Regions from separate parts of the Arachis hypogaea genome. Here region 2 is linked to region 1. The links are chromatin contacts, called in public Hi-C maps. All regions are on one chromosome and are shown on one strand. Each heading gives the region's core, a stretch centred on a gene start, on an enhancer-like site or on the middle of the called end of the contact. The rest is flanking DNA. Distances are from core to core; before and after follow the strand shown. Region 1 has its middle 6.0 kb from the start of LOC140182478. Region 2 has its middle 45 kb from the start of LOC112779599.

What was found. A called contact is a pair of places that touch in the nucleus more often than the background predicts.
Region 2: a contact with region 1 is called in a Hi-C map of leaf, with 2.9 times the contacts expected there. The contact joins two enhancer-like sites. A contact is called at or near these places in 4 of 8 Hi-C or Micro-C datasets (leaf and an unstated tissue).

What each region holds. Positions count from the first base shown.
Region 1 is chr19:150,787,993-150,794,022 of arahy.Tifrunner.gnm2.J5K5, forward strand. No RefSeq gene overlaps it. Among protein-coding and RNA genes, the nearest start is that of LOC140182478, 6.0 kb to the right of the region's middle. Within about 2 kb of position 1,634, at least 1 of the 3 cell types and tissues checked has open chromatin away from gene starts, as enhancers often do.
Region 2 is chr19:150,840,165-150,845,635 of arahy.Tifrunner.gnm2.J5K5, forward strand. No RefSeq gene overlaps it. Among protein-coding and RNA genes, the nearest start is that of LOC112779599, 45 kb to the right of the region's middle. Within about 2 kb of position 4,082, at least 3 of the 3 cell types and tissues checked have open chromatin away from gene starts, as enhancers often do.

The DNA of each region.
Region 1 (6,030 bases), core at 384-2,883:
ATATTTATAGAGAAGACAATAAATGTGTTGATTGTCTGGCGCATCAAAGTTTAGAATTAGATATAAAATTTTATTTTTGGGATACTCTTTTAAGAAAGATAGTAATTTTCTTGTCTGAAGATGAGCAAAGAGTAACTTTATCGCGCTTGGTTTGCAACTAGAACTCTCTTTTCCTGAATTTCTTTACCCAATTTTTAAACCAAAAAAAAAAAAAAAAAAAAACAAAAACTCAGTGACAAATATTTGTATATTACAATACAAAGATACGTTTTGGATTTGTTTTACTATTTTCTATTTTGGGTTATCTGGGTTTTTGTTGTATCCTTCAAATAAAGTCATAGGACCTAAATTGTGAAGTGGATGTCCAATAGTTTTGGGCTCTGAATAAGAAAGAACATAATCCCGCTCCCACTCTTTAGCATGTTTGGGCAATATATATTTTCTTTGGGCTCATCATTAATACATTTGATTGATCAAAACAAAAATTTGTTGCCTGACCAAAAAATAAAATAAAAATATATTGAAGAATTTAATTTTTATGCATTTGCAATGCAAACCATTCCCTCCGAAGACATTACTCAATTCTCTAAAGAAGACATTACTCAATTCTCTAAAGCAGGAATGGATTGATTGAATAAATAATTAAATATACGTACAATATAGGCAAAAAAAACTAATTCTATAATGCAATTTTATATTTATTATTAGAGATATTATTATTCATGTAGATTTTTTTATTAGTTTAAATTTTTTAAAAAATAGTTTCATAATATGATAACAAAATTTTTATGATTTAAAAGTTTAGAGTTCAGTTCAAAAAGAATAACTTCATAACACTTACTTAAAAAATATGAGAAAATATGATGAGTTCTATTGTAATTTTTTTTCAAGCAATGTGTTAATACTCTACTAAATAATAGTACGAGTACAACGAAATAGAATAATTAATAAAATAAGTACAAAAAACTAATTTTTAATTTTTTAATATTAGTCAATTTTTTTTAATTGTAAAACTTATTTTTTAAAAGATTTATAATTTAATATTTAGAATTGAGAGTTTAAAATTTAAAATTTAAAATTTAAGATAAAAAAAATTATTTTAAAAAGATTGAATGATATTGGCTAAAATGAAAAGATAATTCTCTAATTTATATCGTATATGTTTATGTAGTAGCTAAGGCACTACTAATAAGCCATTTTGGATAAGTAAAACCTTGATATAAGTGGGTAGTTTACTTTAATTGTTCCTATTACATAGTTGTATATATGTTCTCTGAATCAAACTAACAAACTAATTGCATACATGCATGCATTAACTCCATATATCCAAAGTGTACGGACATATAAGCCAAGATAGAAAGTGTCATTTTCTCTTGTTTTTCCGTGCCAGTATATATGAAGCTGCATATAATAATAATAATAATAATAATAATAATAATAATAATAATAATAATAATAATAATAAAGCATTAAATTCCGTATCTCTGTGAGTGAAAGAAAAAATAAGATAGAGGCCGTGCATGTTAACCAGGGAAGCTGATGAAAACTACATTCTCACTTATAGCATATGAAAAATTCTACCATGCACATACAATATGCAAATACTATTAGTGACTGCACAAGAGGTACATTATCATAATAATAATAATAATAATAATAATAATGCTCATACTATATATAGGATCATGATCATCATGTGGGATGGGTCCTATCTATGACCTACCCCTGGTTTGGCTTCAAATAGCAACCATGCATAGTAACATATATGGTCCCTTCCAAAGCCTCTAATTGTTCGACACATTAGTCCTTCATCTATATATATCCAGCACAAACACCCAATTCCATTAGCGGGTTATATAATGCAATATATATATAGCAATTAACGTTTTGAGGTACTTGAATAATAATTATGTAAGCACTAGATAGAAAAGTAAATTCTTTTTTTTAATTACTATATATATAATATATAATAATAGCAATATCTCTAGCAACCATTTGTGTGCATAATTAATTTGCATATCTACATAAGCGTGCTATTGATAGTACAAAAATAAATGTGATAGCTGCATTATATATGCTGGGAATTTTCTGTTGGTGAGAATTACATGGTTGTTATACATAACAACATCTACTGCGCATGTGCACCATATATATATATATATGAATACTATGAAGTACAGATACTTTACTGAGTTGTCGTGTCCGCGTGTCAGATATATTTTGAACACAATATTTACTGACACTCATCTGATATGCGTGTTTGCTATATTCAACCGTATCTTAATAAAAAATAAAAAATTCTTTTCCAGACACGTTTGGACACACCTAAATAGTATCACGTGTCAGCGTGTCCAGTCTTATTCTTAACATATATTCTTAAAATAAATTTAGATATAGTATATATTATTATTTATTAAAACAAAAAAATATTTTATATACTTGATATAATTAAAAAAGACATTAAAATAATTAAAAAATTTAATTTATATTTTAATATTAATAAAATATCAAAATATCATCACGATTTATCTAAAAAATACTTTATATTTTATATGTATGCGTGTCTCCGTATCATGTAAAATTTTAAAAATTGCATGTCGACGTGTTCCATATTACTGTCAGTCCGTATATCATAGTATGAATATAATTTTACGCTTTGCATAACAATAAGTCTCAATTTTTTTCCCCATAACAATAATATGAAAACTTTGCTTTTTCTTTACCGAATTGTTGCTGGACTTTTTAGCTTAAATTAATTTCTCACTGACTGGCGTCACTAAATAGAATTGAAAGTTAGCTCATAAATTAAAAGATGTTTTATATTTATAAAATAAAAAAATTTTAGAGTAAAATATTATTTTGATTTTAAACGTTTGGACCAAATTTTAATTTGGTTTCTAATATTTTAAATGTCTTATTTCAATCCCAAAAATTTTTAAACGTCTTATTTTAATCTCAACAAAATTTTAAGTAGGTTGAATATTATCCTACTATTAAATTTGACATAAACAATTCGTATATTAAAGAACCAATAACATTTGATTAGCATATAAGTAAAATTGATCAACCAATGATCACTAATATAAAAATTTTTTTTTTAATTTTGAAACATTGATGATTTATTGTTAGAATTTGAAGTTTTTTACCAAAAAAAATTTTGACAAAAAAATCTTCACAAAAAAATTTTGGTTATACTTTTTTAAGACAGAAAAAAATATGACTTAACTAATAACTTTATTAATGTTTACGTCACTCATTCATTCTATTTAATATTAATGTTAAATTTAATGATAAAACTACATTAAACATGTTTAAAATTATTTAAAATGAAAATAAAAATTTTAAAATATTAAAAACTAAATTAAAATATAATACAAATATTAAAAACTAAAATAATATTTTACGTAAAATTTTGTCTTTGAACAATGCAGGACTGGTGATATAAAGTTTTACTTTCGGTAATAGATTATCTTAATTATTAAAAAAATTGAAGACTAAATCACCAAACATAACTATAAAAGATTGATTCGCTAACAAAAGTAACTATAGAAGATCATAACTCCTCATATATTCATAATTGATTAACTCCGTTTGTCAAAAATAGTCAAGTCTGATGTAGCTTTAACAGAGTGACGTACGTGGATTGTTTTCTTCGTTCTTCTTAGTTGGAACCCAATTTTTGCAGGGTAAAATCATATCTGAGCACAATCATCCATCGTTCCGAGCTACTCCACAGGAGAACCCTGAATTAATTTATTCTCATAGAATTCGAGTAATGTCCAGGAGAGAAGTAATTACAAGCGAAGGAAGCAGATTTTCAGAAGTTTCACATTCGAAGATGAAGAAGAAGAAAATTCTAGATAGAAGATGTTACTAAGTGAGTATGTTGTCTTGTTGGAATCTTTGACGGTTACTAATCTTGAAAGATGGTTTATTCGTTGCCCTTCTTCGAAGGTATGAAACATTATTTATAATAGTTAGACAAGTATAGGGTTCCTCTGCATCTCTGATATTTCAATTTTTTGGCTTTTGTAGAGTCAAAATTGCAATTATTTTGTTTGGATTGATGAAATTGATGGGGAATAGCAATGTTTTGCAAGGTGTTTGATTAGAATCTTCAATGAACATAAATGTAGTATTGATGTGACGATTGCTCCAATAGACCACAGGGAGAGGAATGTTAACATGGACATGAAGGTTGAGAAGAAGATTAAAGGTGAAATCAAAGCTATGAGAGTATGGCTTGTGGCCGTGGTTATTTTTGTCAAATAGAGCTAATCAATTGTGAACATACGAAGAGTTATAATCTTCTATGGTTACTTTTGGTGAAAGAATAAAATGTGATCTTTAATTTTTTATTGCGTTCTCTTTTTTTCATTTTTTTAATCCAATTTATAAAATTAAAGATAAAATTTAAAAGATCATATTTTATTCACTCAATTATTAATAAAAAAAATTGAGAAGATGCTTCTCTCTACTCCTCATATTTTATATTAGTCAAGGTTGTGTCAATTTCCAGACTACCGTTCCACATGACATGAGTGTATCTTATATATGCTCAGGCTATCATTTTTTTTTCATATATAATAATAACAAAATAATAAACTCTGGCTTGCTTTTAATTTGACGACAAAATATCAAAAGATAGAAGCACTTCAAGCATTTCTCTTTAATTATTTAACGTATGTTTGTTGGAACATAAAGTCATAAACTAAGAAACATACCTTTTAGAAAAATAGATCACCTACATAAAAAAAAAAATTTAAAGTGACAGCTTTGGCATAACTAATAAATTATTAATAAATCGCTAATCAACCGCTAGTAAATATCTTTCAGTGATTATAGCGATTGAGAAATTTATTGTAAATAGCTGTGTGTCCCCCCTAAGCTATATATATAATCTTAAAGTCTAAGCCATATATGGAATTGAAGGTTAGAAAAATAATTAGAGAAAAAGATAAATAGGTCCTCACCTTTTGTCTTACGGATATTTTTATTTTTGACCATTGAAAAATATTTTTAAGTTTCTGACCTTCACAAAACTTGAACGGATCAGTTCCTCCGTCCAAATGCTTCCGTCAGGGACTGATTTGTCTAAGTTTTGTGAAGGTCAGAGACTTAAAAATATTTTTCAATTGTCAGGGACGAAAATGTTCGCGGGACAAAAGGTTAGGGACCTATTTGTCCTTTTCTCAAATAATTATTTATGATTTTTTTATCAGTTTAAAATTAAAAAAATATATTATAATATAATATTAAAATTTTATGTTTAAAAAATTTAGAATTTAATTCATTAGTTAAATTCTAAAAAAAATAAATAGTATAAAATAAATAAAATTAGAAAAAAAGAAAATTTATATAAAAAATACAACAAATTTAAAAGAATTTTTGTTTGATGAAATATATTAAAAATATAATTACTTATATTTTTTAATTATTTTAAATTTTTGAAAAAAAATGATATCGTAACAAAGACTTATATCTATGATCCATGTTTTCTTTGTCTAAAAAAATTTACAAATAAATTTTGTGTTTAATTTACAACAGTGATGATGATAATCACAAGGAGGAGTCATATATACATTGGTTTTATAAAATTAAAGTGAGAAATCCCCATTAATTAGACGATTGTGAACTCACCTTTAATTTCCTGAAAATAATTATTTCATACCTAAAACACATGTTATTAGAGGTACTTACCTCTCAAACCAAGTATTATCACAGGGATGGTTCTAGTTAGATAATAATTGCAGGATTATGATTCTCTAATTAAGCCTAGAAAGAAACATTGTGTTGTTTACTTTTGATATTGCGTATATCTTTGAAACAATAATTAATTTGATTTTCTTTCTAAGAGTAATTAGTATTTTAAAACACGTGTATATTAACTTGAGAGTTGCATGGACCACTTATCACAATATCTTGATGAGTGTTTGGTAGTATATCAGTTTAAATTTTTAAAATAAATAATTTCATAATATAATATTAGCCTTTATGTGAAACCTCTCGGATGCAGATCAAATAAAAAGG
Region 2 (5,471 bases), core at 2,832-5,331, 55 kb after region 1:
TTTAGATTTAAATAGGACACTTTAAACCTTAAGAACTAAAACAGAATTACGTCCAAACATAGGAGACCAATTTAGTACTTTACCCAAAGTGCAAATCATAACGTGTTACTAAAATGAAAATACTATTTTCTTATCTAAATATTATTAAAAACTTTGTTAAACGCGATATTTATTGTTGATGAGTTTGGATTACTCTCTTTATTTAGAATTAGAATGTTCAAGCCATTACGACTCTTAATTCTTGACAAAATAAATTATTTTTTTGTATAAAGATTTTTTTTTTAATTTGAAATATGATCAACGCATAAATTTTTTTATTTATAACTTTTATTCTTGGTACTAACGAAGTTATCTAAGATATAACTAATTAGTAGTATCATCCAGTTCTTGTTCCTTCACCAAAATAAAATATACACAAATAAAAAAAAGTATAGATACTTATAAAAAGCACTTCAATGTTCAAATCATATACAAATATATGTTTTAGTAATATGTCTCATAATTCAAAAATATACTTCGCTCAATTTATTATTATCTGTTTCTTTAATAGTTCTATTTAACCCGCTAAAAATATAATCATTTATATATATTTTTGTATTAATTTAAATTTTTTAAAAAAGTAATTTAATAATATGATATCAAATTTTTTATAATTAAAAAATTTAGAGTTTAGTAGTTGTTATCTTTAAAAAAAAGATAAATAGCAAAAAAAAACGGTTTAAGTAAAAATTTAAGCAAACCTAAAAAATCTGAAATTCTTGTTTAAAAAAATGTGTTAGAAATATAATAATTTATATACTTTTTTATATCAATTTAAAATTAAAAAAAAATAATTTCATGACACAATTAACAACTCTTTATTACAGATCTTTTAATGACCAATCTTAAAGTAAATAGCCATGATAATGCGCTAAATGGTTATTGACTTATTAGTTATTACCGTTAATTTAAATTCTAAACATTTTAATTATGTTAGGGATCCAATTTTTGGATCTCGTATCTATAGTCTTTAGACCCGGTTATTCGGGTTTGATCTACTCCCTCCTTTTAGAAGATTTGAAATCGGTCCACTAAATTTGTAACTAACACTTAAATTTAAATATTTTTTTATTTTAATCAAATAAAATAAGATAAGATAATTATCATTATTTATATAAAGGAGAGTTTCAAATTTTCTCAAATTTATCATTCATTCTACACATTTTATACCTTTTAGATTTATTTTAATTTAAACATCAAAGTGTCTTTGCAGGTATCACCTTCTATCGCTCCAGTCAGACGATCCGACAAACGCCACGACTCGCAAGTCTCACAACCTGTAGAAGAGACTTTCTATACAAATTATAAAAACATTAATATTATAAAATTATTTTGTAACCGCTTTGAACATAAATACAAAAATTATTTCATATCTGTCATAAATGTTGATGCTTCAAGTCAAATTAATAGGATGTGTTTCCTAACAATAGTGCGGGGTGAGTGATATATAGGTTGGAAAAAAAATTGAAATTAAATTAATCCCATCATATTTCTAAATACTATTTTAAATTTTAATAAGAAATTAAAGAGGGGTTTCTTTCACTCCAAGGAATACAATATAAATTATAATCACCCCCTTCTACTATCTTCTAGTTAGTTATAAGACAAAGGCAGATCGAACGTTTAGGAATTTAGTTCTTTCTTGGTTGGCGAATATAAGGACATTCATGGGCAGGCAATTATTGAAGTTATTTATGAGCTGTATGATGAAAATTAAATTTTGTAGTAGAGTCCCACACACACAAATAAAACAAAATTGTTAAAAGTTTTCCAAATTAAAGATGATAAAATGTAATAGTATATGGTAGTTTTCTTCTAATTAACTAAAATTTATTTACCTATGGTAGCTGAGTTGTCCTTCATCGCCGGATATGGTTAAAGAATAACATGCAAAAGTAATGTATCCTAATCTAATTAATGCATCAATTAGTGAAACACATCATAAACTTTTAAAGTTGGCTCATTTTATTGTGGGGCCTTTTAATTGATTTGTATGTATTATTATAATTTAGGTTCAATATAATTTTTTATCGATAATAAATCATATATAATAAATCTTCCTATAAGTAATAATTTACTTTTGGTCAAGTAGTCTAAAAGCACACAATAAAGATCGGTATAAATGTATAATTTAATTTTAATACAATAATTATGTAAAGTATTTTAATAAAATCATCTAATTAGATTTATATATTTAAATAATTTTTTAAATAAAAAATTTAAAAATTAATTATTTTTATTTATATATGACAATACACGATTATATATGTTATTATTCAACTATTTTTTTCCAAAAACTTAAACAAAAAATATATAAACAATTATATATCTAATATAGTTTTACAAGTAAGAATTTTTCTTAAGTTTGTTTGAATTTTTGTATAATTTTTTATAAATTTTTATTTGCTTTATGTTAAATTTTTTTTTTTAAAATAACAAATATCAAACTCTAAATTTTTCGTTCCTAAAAAAACACAAAATCACATTTAGTTCTCAATAACATTTCAATTAACATCCAAATATCTACTCAAGCATAGATGTATATTAGAAGTTACCAAATGAGAGTGTCAAAATAGAAAACCAAACCCATTATGATAGAGTAATTAATGAGAATATATAGTGGAGTGTTTGATTTATTGTTGTGCATATTGTTTCTTCTCCCATGCATCCCAATTATATTGTGTGAAGTAGTGCATGAAAATGAGAATGTGGAAGGTGAAGTATTCATTTAACAAGGGTATAATTGACAACTAGAAATAAATTACAAAAAAATTGTTCAATATTTTGTGGCATTTTTAATCAAACTAACACCCCCAAAACATTAAGTGAAACACACTAACAAACACCCAGTAAAATATTAATGCAAGTTTTGGATGATCTTGCTAGCCAAGGCATTGCTCATTAATTGCAATTGGTTTAGAGGTGCTTAAGTTCTTAGTTGTAGACCTAATTCAAGTGTTTATATATGTGTATAAAATGACACATGCCTAAAATTAAATGTTATATTGTTTTTCTCTATGTTGATGAGTTCATTCATATTCTTAATCATGATTAATTTCTTCTTTTTGGCTGCAACAAAACTTTAGTAGATTCCCTGTCATCAATTAATGTTACCGACTTTCCTTTCTGTATGTGCATATGCATGCACATTGTACAATAAGCATATGATAGATAACAAGTACACTTTAATTATTAGATTAAGAATATAAAGAAAGAAAGATGAGAAAAACATGATAACTTTAATTTGGGCTAGATGCAAATCATAACCATAATAATATGTATAGTGGTATTTAAGAGAGAATGAAGTGCAGGAAGCTACAGGGAAGAGACAAACAACTATTCAGTTTTTACAGCACACAGGAGATATAGGACAATATGGAATATGAAAATTTTCAAATATACCGATATAACGATGTTTCATTGATTTTTAAGTGTTGATTTTATTTATAAAAAATATATATAATATATATAATTAAAATTAACGATTAAAAGTTACTGAAATATCGGTGTAATGATATACTTAAAATTTTTTTTATAAAACAAACAAATGAACGGTAGGCATCAATCAAAGAAATTATTATTATTATTATTATTATTATTATTATTATTATTATTATTATTATTATTATTACATCAAATTAATATAATATCACATCCCCATGCAATATCTAGTAAAAAATATCTATTGAATTAATATATAATATAACTATATTACAATAATTATAGTGATTACAGTATTTTAAAAAATATTATTATAATATTAAAAAATATATAATTTTAATATTAACAATATTTACATAATTACCATAATATAATTATATTAAAATCCATCGTATAAAATTAAATGACTATAAATAAGACATATATATGGATAAAATGCAAAAATAATAATGTTACATATCTCTATCGCACTCAATTATATAGCTATTTTTATTCATTTTTATGTATAGCAATAATTTTAACACGGTGTCACCTTGCGTATCATTCGATAGATGTTTACCTAACTTACTTCTCTCCCAACACTTCCCACTCTTCAAATGATGAAGTACTAATATACCCTTTTAATTTCTACTTCATCCCTTTACTTATTGCTCTCTTAGTCTCTTTATATCTGCTATAAAGAAAAAAGAAGCGGAGAAAAAGAAAATAAACTAATAATAAGGGTGATAAATGACTAAATGCAGGTATAATAAGTGAATAACTGATGAATTTTCGGGTCCCACTCCCATGCATTTATATCTTACTTGATCCATTTTGTCATCCCATTCAATAATTGAGTTCTAATGATTTTATTTTATTTTTTGTTTGTTTGTGTGAATACATACTCAAGCTTTTGTTGAAATCAAATACGTCAAATTATCATATTTATATATGCTTGTATATATGTTAAAGCTATCAGTGACAATTAAAGTTAAAGGTTACAGCTAATTATCAAAATTAAATAAGAATCATGCTATATGTATATGATCAATAATTTTATGTCCAATATAAGGGAAAGAAAAACTAACTATTAAAAATTATATCTTTTTTTTTTACAAAATAAAAAAATAAAAATGATTATTAATTATATATCGAATAAAACACTATTGATTACCTAGTTTTTTTTTTTTTTAAATTACATAACAAATTTTGCCAGTTAAAGAGAATGCTTAACCTGATTTTTTGCCAGTAAAAAGCCAGATAAAATAATATTGGCTCATAAATTAAAGTTCACCACGTTGAAGCACGTTGTGAGGCATTGCATCCAATACAAAATAAGAAAACTAAAGCCCACTTTATCACTTTGTTACTCTTCAATTATAAGGTTTAATTTTAATATATTGTTATAGTGTAAACTTCTTTTAATTAATTAATTATGAACCCTTAATTATACTCTTCTATTTGGATTGCTATTAAAAATTAAAAATAAATAGCAGGAGTAAATTTAATTACTGTACTTACTGATTTGACTTAGCAATATATAATTGAATAGTTACAGAAAAAATTTATATACCAAATGAGTATCAAAATAAATTAAGTTTTTAATTAGAATTACACATCAAAATAAGTTTAATATGCTGACAATCAATACAAATATAAAATAGCAAAAATAATAGTGAGCAGTTGAAGTAGTAGTAGGCTATTATTTAAAATAATTGGATTCTATTTTAAAAAAGACAAAATATTTAAATTAAGAATATAAAATAAGAGTAAATAATTATTTTTTACCACCAAAAATCTATATACTGACAAAATTAACCAAAAAAATAAAATTATTATAATCATAAAAGATTAATTTTCTTCGACAATATAATAACCAATTGTTAAATTTAGAATGGACTCTATTAAAATACTTTTAAAATTTTTAAATTATTCTTTATCTTTTTCATTCCAACCGTTAATCTCTTCAAAAATCAAAATTAAAATCAACCATAAACTATAAGAATCCTTTT